Linked DNA regions of Mus musculus: region 1 is linked to region 2. The links are chromatin contacts, called in public ChIA-PET maps. All regions are on one chromosome and are shown on one strand. The core of a region is the stretch at or near the end of the contact, and the rest is flanking DNA. Distances in the headings are between cores, read along the strand shown. Region 1 overlaps Mdga1 (MAM domain containing glycosylphosphatidylinositol anchor 1). Region 2 holds the start of Tbc1d22b (TBC1 domain family, member 22B).

Region 1 (4,757 bases), core at 2,073-4,572, 290 kb after region 2:
CGCAGATTTTCTCATCCTCAAAGTGACAGGTGTTGTCTGCGTGGAGGACACAGGGGGTGGGGTGGGTGACACAATGAGGTTCAGCTTCAGCCTTTCTGGTCTATCCTTACCCTCCCTCCCCCTTAACATCCCTAAGCCAACTTTAAATACTCTAAACAAACAGGTCCTGGGCTTCAGGGCCAGGAAGACCAGGCGGTGGCGTCCAGGACAAATTTATTCCAGAACAGGACTCTGCCTATTTAAGACTTCCTTCCAGAGTAATGGTTCTAGGCATATACAATAAAATGCACAGGAGCTTCAAAGGAAATCAATTAAATTGAAATACAGTTGTCAAAATAGTCTTGTAATCTGTTATATAATAACAGGGGCTCCTTTATTATGTAATTAAATCGCAACATCTAGCATGAGGTCTAATAACCACCGTGGTTCTGAAATGCTAATGAATAAAAGTGACATTTGCAGATGTCTGCAACAGCTATAAGGCGACGGGGAAATGCGGGCTATGTGCGGATGACAGGGTAACAGGTACTGATGATTATTCTAGCGTGGTTTGTTGTCTGCGTTCATCATTAGAGAACATGTTAAATCTCTGTCAGAAATAATGGCGTGCCTCTTCAGATTCAGACACCCCTTGCCTTCTATCCAGAGGACCCTTGCAGGCGCCCGCCTGCCCAGCATCACAGATTACAACCCTACTCCCTTTCTCCCCCAAGCTGCTTTCTGTTTAGGGAATTCCATTGCAGAAACAGAGGACCTTAGGACAGCCTGGACTTTTCCATTACTTTGACGGACAGTGCCCCCACCAACGTGTAGTCTTTAAGCCCTGGAATAAACTATGGTTGCAAGTGTCTCTAGGCCATCCTCTGTTGCTGGCATTTTCTATGGAAACACAGGAAGAAATAATGTTTCTCTCTGGGTATCTCTTCAGGTTCCTAAGTCCCACTTTAGGCTCTGTGTCCCTAAAGAGGAAGGGAAGTTAAGGACTGGGGTCTCACCTGACAGGCTGGGCAAGTTGATAGCTGAAAAGCAAGCAAGGGAACCAAGTCAGAACAAAGAGTGCCCAGGCTGGGGAGCAGAGGGTGGGGGTGTGGGAGGAGGAGGGGGAGGGGATCTTTGGGGCCAGGACTGGGGACCAGTGGGCCTGGCCCACAGGGACAGGTAAGTGTGAACAGTGGGGTGCTCCCAGTTCGAAGGCTGTGTAGAAAGGGTTTATGGGATGGGCCCACTCCCCCTGCCACCGCCATCACCTACGCTCTGTGTAGTGGATGATGCGGGAAGCCATGTCACCAGCCCCAAAGGTGGTGTAGGGTGTGAGGCGGATCTCATAGCTGTGGGGTACTCGGAGGTCAGTCAAGATATACTCCAGCAGCTGTCCCTTCTCCACACGACGAACGGGGATGGCCTTGACCATGGCATTGTGCTGGTTCAACTGTGGATACAGGGGTGTTCCCAGATGCCCAAAAGGCCACAGCCTCCACTGGAGGGGGAGCCCAGGCCCTGGAATGCTTCAGGAGAGTGGAAGGAGCAAAGGTCTGGGACAGCAGGCCTTTGGTTTCCCCATCTTTGAGACACAATACTTTGCTGTCCCAGGCCCTGTCCCAGGCCTGTCTCTATGCTAACAATAATATATAATAGCATACTATAGGAACAGGCATGGGACAATTAGTGTGTCCTGGGCACTATAAAGTGCTTAGGCAGCATCAATTCATCTAATATTCAAAAACAACCCTCATCTTGAAATAATAACATTGTCCCACTTCACTGATAAGCAAATGAGGGTCAAAAGAGCTGTTAACTTTCTCAGTTGCTTTAGCAGCTGGCTCTGCCCCCACCTAAGCCCTGTTCTCAAGGGCCACAGTCTCCCCCTTCCTGACCCCCACTACTGCCTCTTGGCCAGATCAGGACCTCATCGATGAGGCAGGCATGAGGGTGGCTCACAGACTGAGGTTTTGTATCACAGAGTCCCCCACCTCAGCCCTGGACACCAGAGTCGATGTCCATTCTGTGAATCAAACTGGCCTTGCCCTGAGCCCAGCTGTCTTATGTCTGCTTCTCAGCTGTGTCCAGTAAGGAGGATACAGGTGTTCAGAGGCTCGTAGCTCTGGCCACTATATCTGGACTCAGAAAAATTGTCAAGACAGAAGGGGCCGGCCGGTGTCTGGGAACTCCTCCCTGTCCCTATTCCACCCCCATTGCCCCCGCACATTCCATGCTCCATTGTGCACGTGTCATGCCAGGCACACCTGTCGGATGCTGAGTCTGTAGTTGAGCACGGGGTCCACAGCATCGGGCTCTCTCTGTGTCCACTGTAGCACATAGGAGTAATTCTTGGACAGCTTGTGGCTGCGGGTGGGGTTGGGGGTGTCGAAGTAAAACTCCGGGCTGTAGGCTTTGGCTGAGAGGGCAGGGAGGGGGGCATGGGGCCATGGAAGGTGGGGATGGGGTAGGGTGGGGTGGGAGAGACACAGAGAGAGGAGCCGTGGGAAAGAGGAACAGAGGTGGAGGCAACAAAGAGAAAGGGGTGTCGTGAGGAGAGTTGGTGTTGGAAGGAGAGGGGATGATGAAGGTGGGTGGGGGTGGGGGAGGGGGCGGAGATGGAGGGGGCAGATTGTAAGTCCCAAAAGGGGGGATGTTGGTGAGGATAGAAAGAGGAAAGGCCAAGGAAGAAAACAGAAAGATTGGTAAAGACGAGGGCCGGGCATATAGAGAGGGAAGAAAGAAATGATAGGTGGAGGTCAAAAGGTTGGGAGATAGGAAAAATGGGGGAACAGGGAGGGAGGACGGGGGAGGTGGGAAATGTCACAGGGGCCTCTGGCTGGCAAAGCTGAGTGGGTGGGGAGAGGCCTGGAAGGGGGCCAGTGACCTGCAGCCTTCTCTCCTGCTATTGAGGAGGTGGAGGAATGCAAGAATTGAAGGATTCACCCCGTGCTTTTTGGGGGCTGCTGTGAAAGCCGGGGGTTTCAGGCATCAGGGAGTCAGGTCCCTGAGGGTGCACTGCTACCTCTAGGGTGGCAACTGGGGAAAGGTTGGGGGTGGAGGGATGAGTGAGGAGGAGATTATGTTCTGCCTAGTCCAGCCTCAATCAGCTGTTCAGGGGCATCTTCTTCCCTCCAAGCTACAAGCTGGGTACCCAATGGTTTTACCCATTCGCACCCTCTGAGGCCAAGGACCATGGAGGAAAGACTTTGAGTTCTGGCTGAGATGGGACTGGGCCCAGATTTTGATTATGGGCGGGGCTGAAGGGACAGAAGCACAGAGCCGGCCAAACCTACCCTGGTGCATTTGAAAGGGGGCGTGGCCGTAAGAGGCCAAAGAAAGGAACTGAACAGTCAATGGTAGGGAGAAACCAGGAACTGGGGTAGAAGGGCGTGGTCTTAAGGGGGCGGGCCTTCAAGAGGAGGAAAAAAGTCTTAGAAAAGACAAATGCCTAAAGACTGCAGGAGCTAGAAGGAAAGAGCAGCCCAGGCAGGGGGAGGGGTACGGGGAGAGGTTGGGGTGGATGACGGAGCCTGGTCCCAGGAGGGTATGGGCGAGCAGGCGGGGGTGGAGCTGACCGGACGCTCACCGGAGACCTGGAAGAGGCAGGTGGCTGAGCCCACGTCGTTGGAGACGCTGCACTCGTAGTTGCCGCTGCTGTCACGGGTCAGGGCGTCCAGGCGCAGCTCGGCGTGATCGGGGGTCTCCACAGCAGCGGCGGGGAGAACAGGCGGTGGGGGCAGCAGCTGTCCTTTGAAGCGCCACACGGCCGAGGCGATGCGCTGAGGACTGCCACGCAGAAGCGAGCAGCGCAGGAGCACAGGCCGGCCCAGCGCCTGGCGCACGTCCTGGGAACTGGGCTCCACCTCTGGAGGAACTGGGGACCGGGACTACCGTCAGTAGGACCATGGAGGAAGCAGCTCATTTGTCCCCCTGTCCCGTGACCTTGGCCTGGGAGGAGCTCAGGGTCGGTGCCTACTTGAAACTCACTCATACAACACCCCCACACTCAGACTGCGGGCCATTCACTCCAGCCATCCTTCCTAGACTGGGCCAATAGGCCTCTGGGCCTCTGGGCCTCTGGTCGTGCATCAGTGGGTCCCCTTGACCAACACATAATGAAAGACCGCAAAGCCTGTGAGCTTGGAGCATTGACTAGAAAACTGGTTCAAATCCCAGCCTTGCTGTGCAAACTGAAGCAAATTACTTCCCTGTGCTTTGGTGGAAAGGATGTCAAGGAGTTTTTAGGTGGTGTGCACACAGTAGGAGGAGGGGTGGGGTTGGCATAGGTTGAATGTCTGGGGAGGGGACTCACAGTGCACTGTCAGCTGCACCTGAGCCTCCCGGGGTCGTACGTTGAAGCCATTGTAGCGAGCTGTCTGGCAGCGGTAGGTGCCGCTCATGTCGCGGCTCACACTCTCCAGCCGCAGCTTCCCATCCGGAGTCTCCTCCAGGGCCAGCCCCGAGGGCAGAAGGGCGGCCTCCTTGTCCACCCGAGACCATAGCACTGGAGGCCGGGGCTTGCCACGAACTTCGCACTGGAGCTCAGCAGGAGAGCCCTCCCTCACTGTCACCACTGCTCGGCCCTTGGGCACACTGATGGTGGGTGGTACTGGAGGAGGGTGGAGAGGGGTGGACCGAGTTAGGGTCCGTGGTCTCTGACCTGTTGCCCATCCAGGCTGGCCTTGAACTTGCTATGTAGCAGAGGCTAGCTTTGAATTTGTTCTGTTTCAGACTCTCAAGTGCTTTTAATTTCTCCTTCCCAGCCCCTCAGCTTTTCT
Region 2 (4,655 bases), core at 1,403-3,902:
CCGCCATCATGTGACATCGGCTCTTCTAAAGTCACAAAGGCCAGCACAAGTTCTGGCCATTTAGAATCAAGACAAAGGAAGCTGGAGAGATGGATCAGTAGCTAAGAGCGCTTCCTGCTTTTCCAGAGGACTGGAGTTCAATCCCTAGCACCCACATGGTGGCTCACAACCATCTATAACCCCAGTTCCAGGGGATCCCATGCCCTTCTCTGACCTCTGTGAGTATCAGGCACACAGATAGCGCACAGAGTCTCATACAGGCAAAACACTCATGTACATTTAAAAAAATCTAAAAAAATTAAATAAAAGAATAAAGATAATTATCATCAGTCACAAGGAGACTTTAGTATATTCTCCTGTTGTACAACACTATCCTGAGAGCCAAATATATTTGTATAAAGTCATATGTGTAAAGTTTTGTCCTAATTGAACATGGCTTTGGTGTCATGGGGAGGCACTGAGTACACCGGCTGGGGAGGGGGTTCCATCTGGGTGGCTATAGGGGAAGCAAACATCCATGCTTCATGCAGATTTTCCAGTGTATCTGCTTTAGGGTCGCCCACACTCCTAACTACAACCCATCTCAAACTCTGTAAGTAAGCCTAATAAACTCATGAGTGAACTCTGGTGGAATCAAACTTTTGTTTGTTATTGGGATTGTGGAAGGAGAAGGGTAGAAGACTGTTTAGTTTCCTCCTTCTCCCTCCTCCCCCTCCCAAGAAAATTCTTTCACTTTCTTAGGGGTTAGTGTGTCTGAAGAGAGAGACAGTATATATAATAAATCTTTAAAGGGAAAAATGATAAGATACAAGTCTATAAAAGAACAGTGGTTCAGTAGAAATAGCCCTTTTCATCTAACTCTTATCATGCTTATTACTTTTTACATTTACTTTATGTATGTGAGTACCCTGTTGCTGTCTTCAGACACACCAGAAGAGGGCATCAGATCCAATTACAGATGGTTGTGAGCTACCATGTGGTTGCTGGGATTTGAACTCAGGACCTCTGGAAGAGCAGTCAGTGCTCTTAACCTCTGAGCCATCTCCCCAGCCTCCTATCATGTTTACTTTTATTTGTGTGTGTGTGTGTGTATGTGGTGTGTGTGTGTATGTGGTGTGTGTGTGTATGTGGTGTGTGTGTGTATGTGTGTTAACAACATGTATGCAATGTCCACAGAAGCCAAAAAAGGGTGTCTGATCCCTTGGATCTGGAATTTCAGGCCATTATGAGCCACCTGTTGTGGGTACTTGGGAACCGAACTCAGGTCCTCTGAAAGGGCAGCACATGCTTTTAACCCCTGGGCCACCTGTTCAGGTCTACAGTCCTAGTCTTTTAACATTAGCAAGCAAAAGAAGCCTGAAAACTGGGAGTAATGTCTATGTAAAAAGAAATCACTGAGGGACATATAGAAGGTGTTTCTTTAGGTGGGAAAAGAAGGAGCCTTGAGAATTTGCCAGTATGTTGGGCCAGCAAGATGGCTCAATGGGTATAGGGGCTTACAGCCAGTCTTGACGACCTGAGTTCGGTGAGAAGAGAAAACTGAAGTTCTCCTTTGACCTCTCTCTCTCTCTCTCTCTCTCTCTCTCTCTCTCTCTCTCTCCTCTCTCTCTCTCTCTCACACACACACACACACTGAATAAATGTAATGTATTTTTCAATATTTAGAAACCCTAGGGTGTTAGTACAGAGATGGATTGAGCAGTAGCTCGCACATATCCACAGTTCCTTGTCTGAACAAACATTTCTTCGGAGTAGAAAAAGGAAGTACCCTCCATCTTCCCCCAAATGTCCCAGAACACACTCAAAAAAGAGAGGTAGTCATTAACATGACACCCAAAGGAGACAACATGCTAAAATTAGATCTCATTTTGAGTCAAAATTAGATTGAAAAATGAATCTATAGATGGAAGATTTATAGCCAGTTAATAAAGGAGTTGAGGATATTGGGGGTACATCCTTCATCTTCCTGATTGTTGCCATGGGGATGAACAACGTCCCTAGAGAAAATGCTACTTGGAGGATAAATTAGTATTTCCTAAGCATGACTTCTCAGTATCTGGATCCTCATAACCAGAAAGAGTCAGACCCGAAGAAGGGATTACATCACGAAGTTCAGTTAGCGGAAGAAAGGGGGAGTCTGATAAATCAACTGCTACTCATACAACAGTTACCCGCACTGGGGTATGGCCGGAACTGTCCTCTGCGAAACTAGGACCATAAGGGAACAAGGCGGGGGTGGGGGGGTGGGGGGGTAACCACCCTGGGTGCCATTGAGGTGAGGGACATTAAAAAATGTTCATTATTACATGAGGCCTTCCTTTAAAGACTAATGTATACAAATGTTATGGTTTCTCCTTACCCCTCTCCACCAAGACAACCCCAGAACCTCAGCCCATCAAAGGCAACAGTCCCATCTACTTCTTCCTCGCAGTACCTGGTTCTCTGCCTCCGGGGAGTAGGAACTTTCAGCCCCGCCTTCCTGCCCATCTAAGCCCCGCCTCCCCGGCCCACCTGTGTGCCCAGCCCCTGACGTTGCCGCGGGCCTTCAGCGGCCCGCAGGATCCGGGATCCTCATTGGTCCATCCGCCCACCGGCCTGCTCAGCCCACCAATGGCAACGGTGTTGGGCGGGGGGAGTGCCCACATCCAAGATGGCGCCCCCAGGAGCTGGGAGCGGGTGACCGGCGGCGGGGAAGCGGCCTGGGCTGGCCCTCAGATTGCGGGGTCCCGGGGGCCTGTCGCGGGGCCCCCCCGTGACCCACCGACCAGGCCTTCCCCCGGGCCGGAGAGATGGCCGCCGAGAACAGCAAGCAGTTCTGGAAGAGGAGCGCCAAGCTACCGGGGAGGTGAGCCCAGGACGCTGAGGGGAGTGGGGATTGGACCCAAAGCCTTCCAGATCCTGGTCCCTGAATCCCTCCGTCTTGGGGTACCCCCGAGGCCGGAGGGCTGGTGTCGGAGTAGCCCAGGCTGGAGCAGCTGTCAATCAGAGGAGCCTGGCCAGCTTGGGTGTGGGGTGCAGACTGGGGTCTGGGGGCGGGGAACCTCAGCTGGGAGGTGTCAGGGGACCAGTGTGAGGGGCAGTGGAGTTGGGCGAGTTGCCATTGTCAGCGTAGCCGTGGAGGGCCACCTGCAGACCGCTTCCGACTTTCTACAGAACTCCTTAGGGGTCTCCAACAGCATGGGTGGCTGCTTGCATGAGGGTTGGTGGCCCCATGGCCTTGGTTCCCAGCCCATCATCACATTCCTGTCTTCCCTTGGACTCCCAAAGGGGTTCTGATAGGAGAGCCTGGGCCAGGCCTGCAGGGGTATGAGCAAGACAGGGGAGGGGGAATTCTCAAGCCTGACCTTACTCTGTCTTGAGTTGGTCCTTTCTTTTGAGAAATTATTACAGGGTGGCCGCAGGGTGGAGAATAAGTTATTCCTTCTGGCATCCCGGAGAAGTGATGATTTTTCAGTGTGGATGCATTAAGTTCTTTTATTCTTGTTTTGTTGGAGAGCAGACCTTTCAAGCAACTTATTCCCTTAGTGTTTCTTTCTCTTGTTAGTGTATGTTGACACTGAGCAATTGTCTCTCAGTCAGGCTGCCTTTTGGTTTACTGGTTCCGTTTGTTTTGGGTGATGTCCTGAAAAATGAAAGCCCTATGTGTTTCACTACTGAATTTAAGATTTCTGCCAGCCACAGGCTGCTTGGTGTTAAGAGTTTGTGTCTGGTCACCGCCCTCATGAGTTCTATCCTTAGTGATTTTCCTGTTAAGTCTTTTTTTGTTCAGGTGTAGTCCTTTGACCTGTGACCTCGCACTCTTCCCTTCCTCCTTTCCCTCTCTCTCTCCCCTCTTTCCCATTCTCTCTCCTCCTTCTCTTCCCCTCCCCCTCCCTCTCCTCTTTCTCCCCCTCTTCCGTTCTCTCTTCACACTGTTGAAGACACTCTGCCACTGAGTTACACACAGCCCTCGCCCCCTTCTTCAAGCGAAAGAGAAACTGAGAGTCAGCATTGGCTGTGTAACTTTTCTGAGCTGTCATTACACACGTGGAGAAAGTTGAGGGACCAGGTTTTAGCAATGTGTGCTAATATAATAGCAGGGGAGGCAAAGCTAGCTTTGGGTTGAAGTGCTGTGGGGCTAGGGTGTTCACACATTGAACAGTGACACTGTGTTTTTAGATAAGCTCCGCTTCCTGCCACAGATTTCTTTTCCTTCCTGCTTGAGTGAGCTCTCCAGCTGCGTGGACTGCTCTTCTCTGGGAGTTTGCTCTGGAGGGGTCATTTCATTTTGATATCCTAAGATAACGATCATTGGGAAAATGGTGACGTCAGGAAGCAGGGGTGAGGACAATGGGCGATGGATGGTCTTTGTGCCTTTGGACTGCCAGATGTGGTGTATTAATGGCCTTTTGTCTTTTTCTTCTACTGGCCTACAGGAAGTCAACTTTTTAAAAGTACCACTTTAAATAATTATATTTATTCATCTACTTAATCAGTGTGTGTGTGTGTGTGTGTGTGTGTGTGTGTATGTGTGTGTGTATGCCACAGTGCTCACGTAGAGGTCAGAGGACAATTTACAGGAGTCAGTTCTCTGCTTCCACCCCGTGGATCTCAGGGCTTGAACTCAGGTCATCAGGCTTAGCCGCAAGCATCGTTATCTGCTGAGCCTTTTTGAT

What was found. ChIA-PET counts read pairs in DNA pulled down with a chosen protein or histone mark.
Region 1: a contact with region 2 is called in an RNA polymerase II ChIA-PET map of memory CD8 T cells, with 7 read pairs. The contact joins the enhancer-like site here to the promoter of Tbc1d22b in region 2. A contact is called at or near these places in 8 of 115 datasets of contacts at active chromatin or transcription factors (T-cell acute lymphoblastic leukemia, bone marrow-derived macrophages, embryonic stem cells and 3 more) and 3 of 9 other capture datasets (adipose tissue, liver and pancreatic islet).

The regions. Positions count from the first base shown.
Region 1 is chr17:29,838,554-29,843,310 of GRCm38.p6, forward strand. It overlaps Mdga1 (MAM domain containing glycosylphosphatidylinositol anchor 1), which reads right to left. Exons shown (of 17, transcript NM_001368423.1): 8 at 4,292-4,588; 9 at 3,566-3,853; 10 at 2,244-2,395; 11 at 1,252-1,429; 12 at 996-1,019; 13 at 1-36. Among named protein-coding and RNA genes, the nearest start is that of Mdga1, 48 kb to the right of the region's middle. Within about 2 kb of position 3,323, at least 124 of the 459 cell types and tissues checked have an H3K27ac peak or open chromatin away from gene starts, as enhancers often do. A contact at or near this core is called in adipose tissue, bone marrow-derived macrophages, embryonic stem cells and 1 more, where this site is marked.
Region 2 is chr17:29,547,150-29,551,804 of GRCm38.p6, forward strand. Tbc1d22b (TBC1 domain family, member 22B) reads left to right here and starts at 2,653. Exons shown (of 13, transcript NM_198647.1): 1 at 2,653-2,845. The coding sequence starts at 2,790. It overlaps Tmem217 (transmembrane protein 217), which reads right to left and starts at 2,444. Exons shown (of 3, transcript NM_001162901.1): 1 at 2,360-2,444.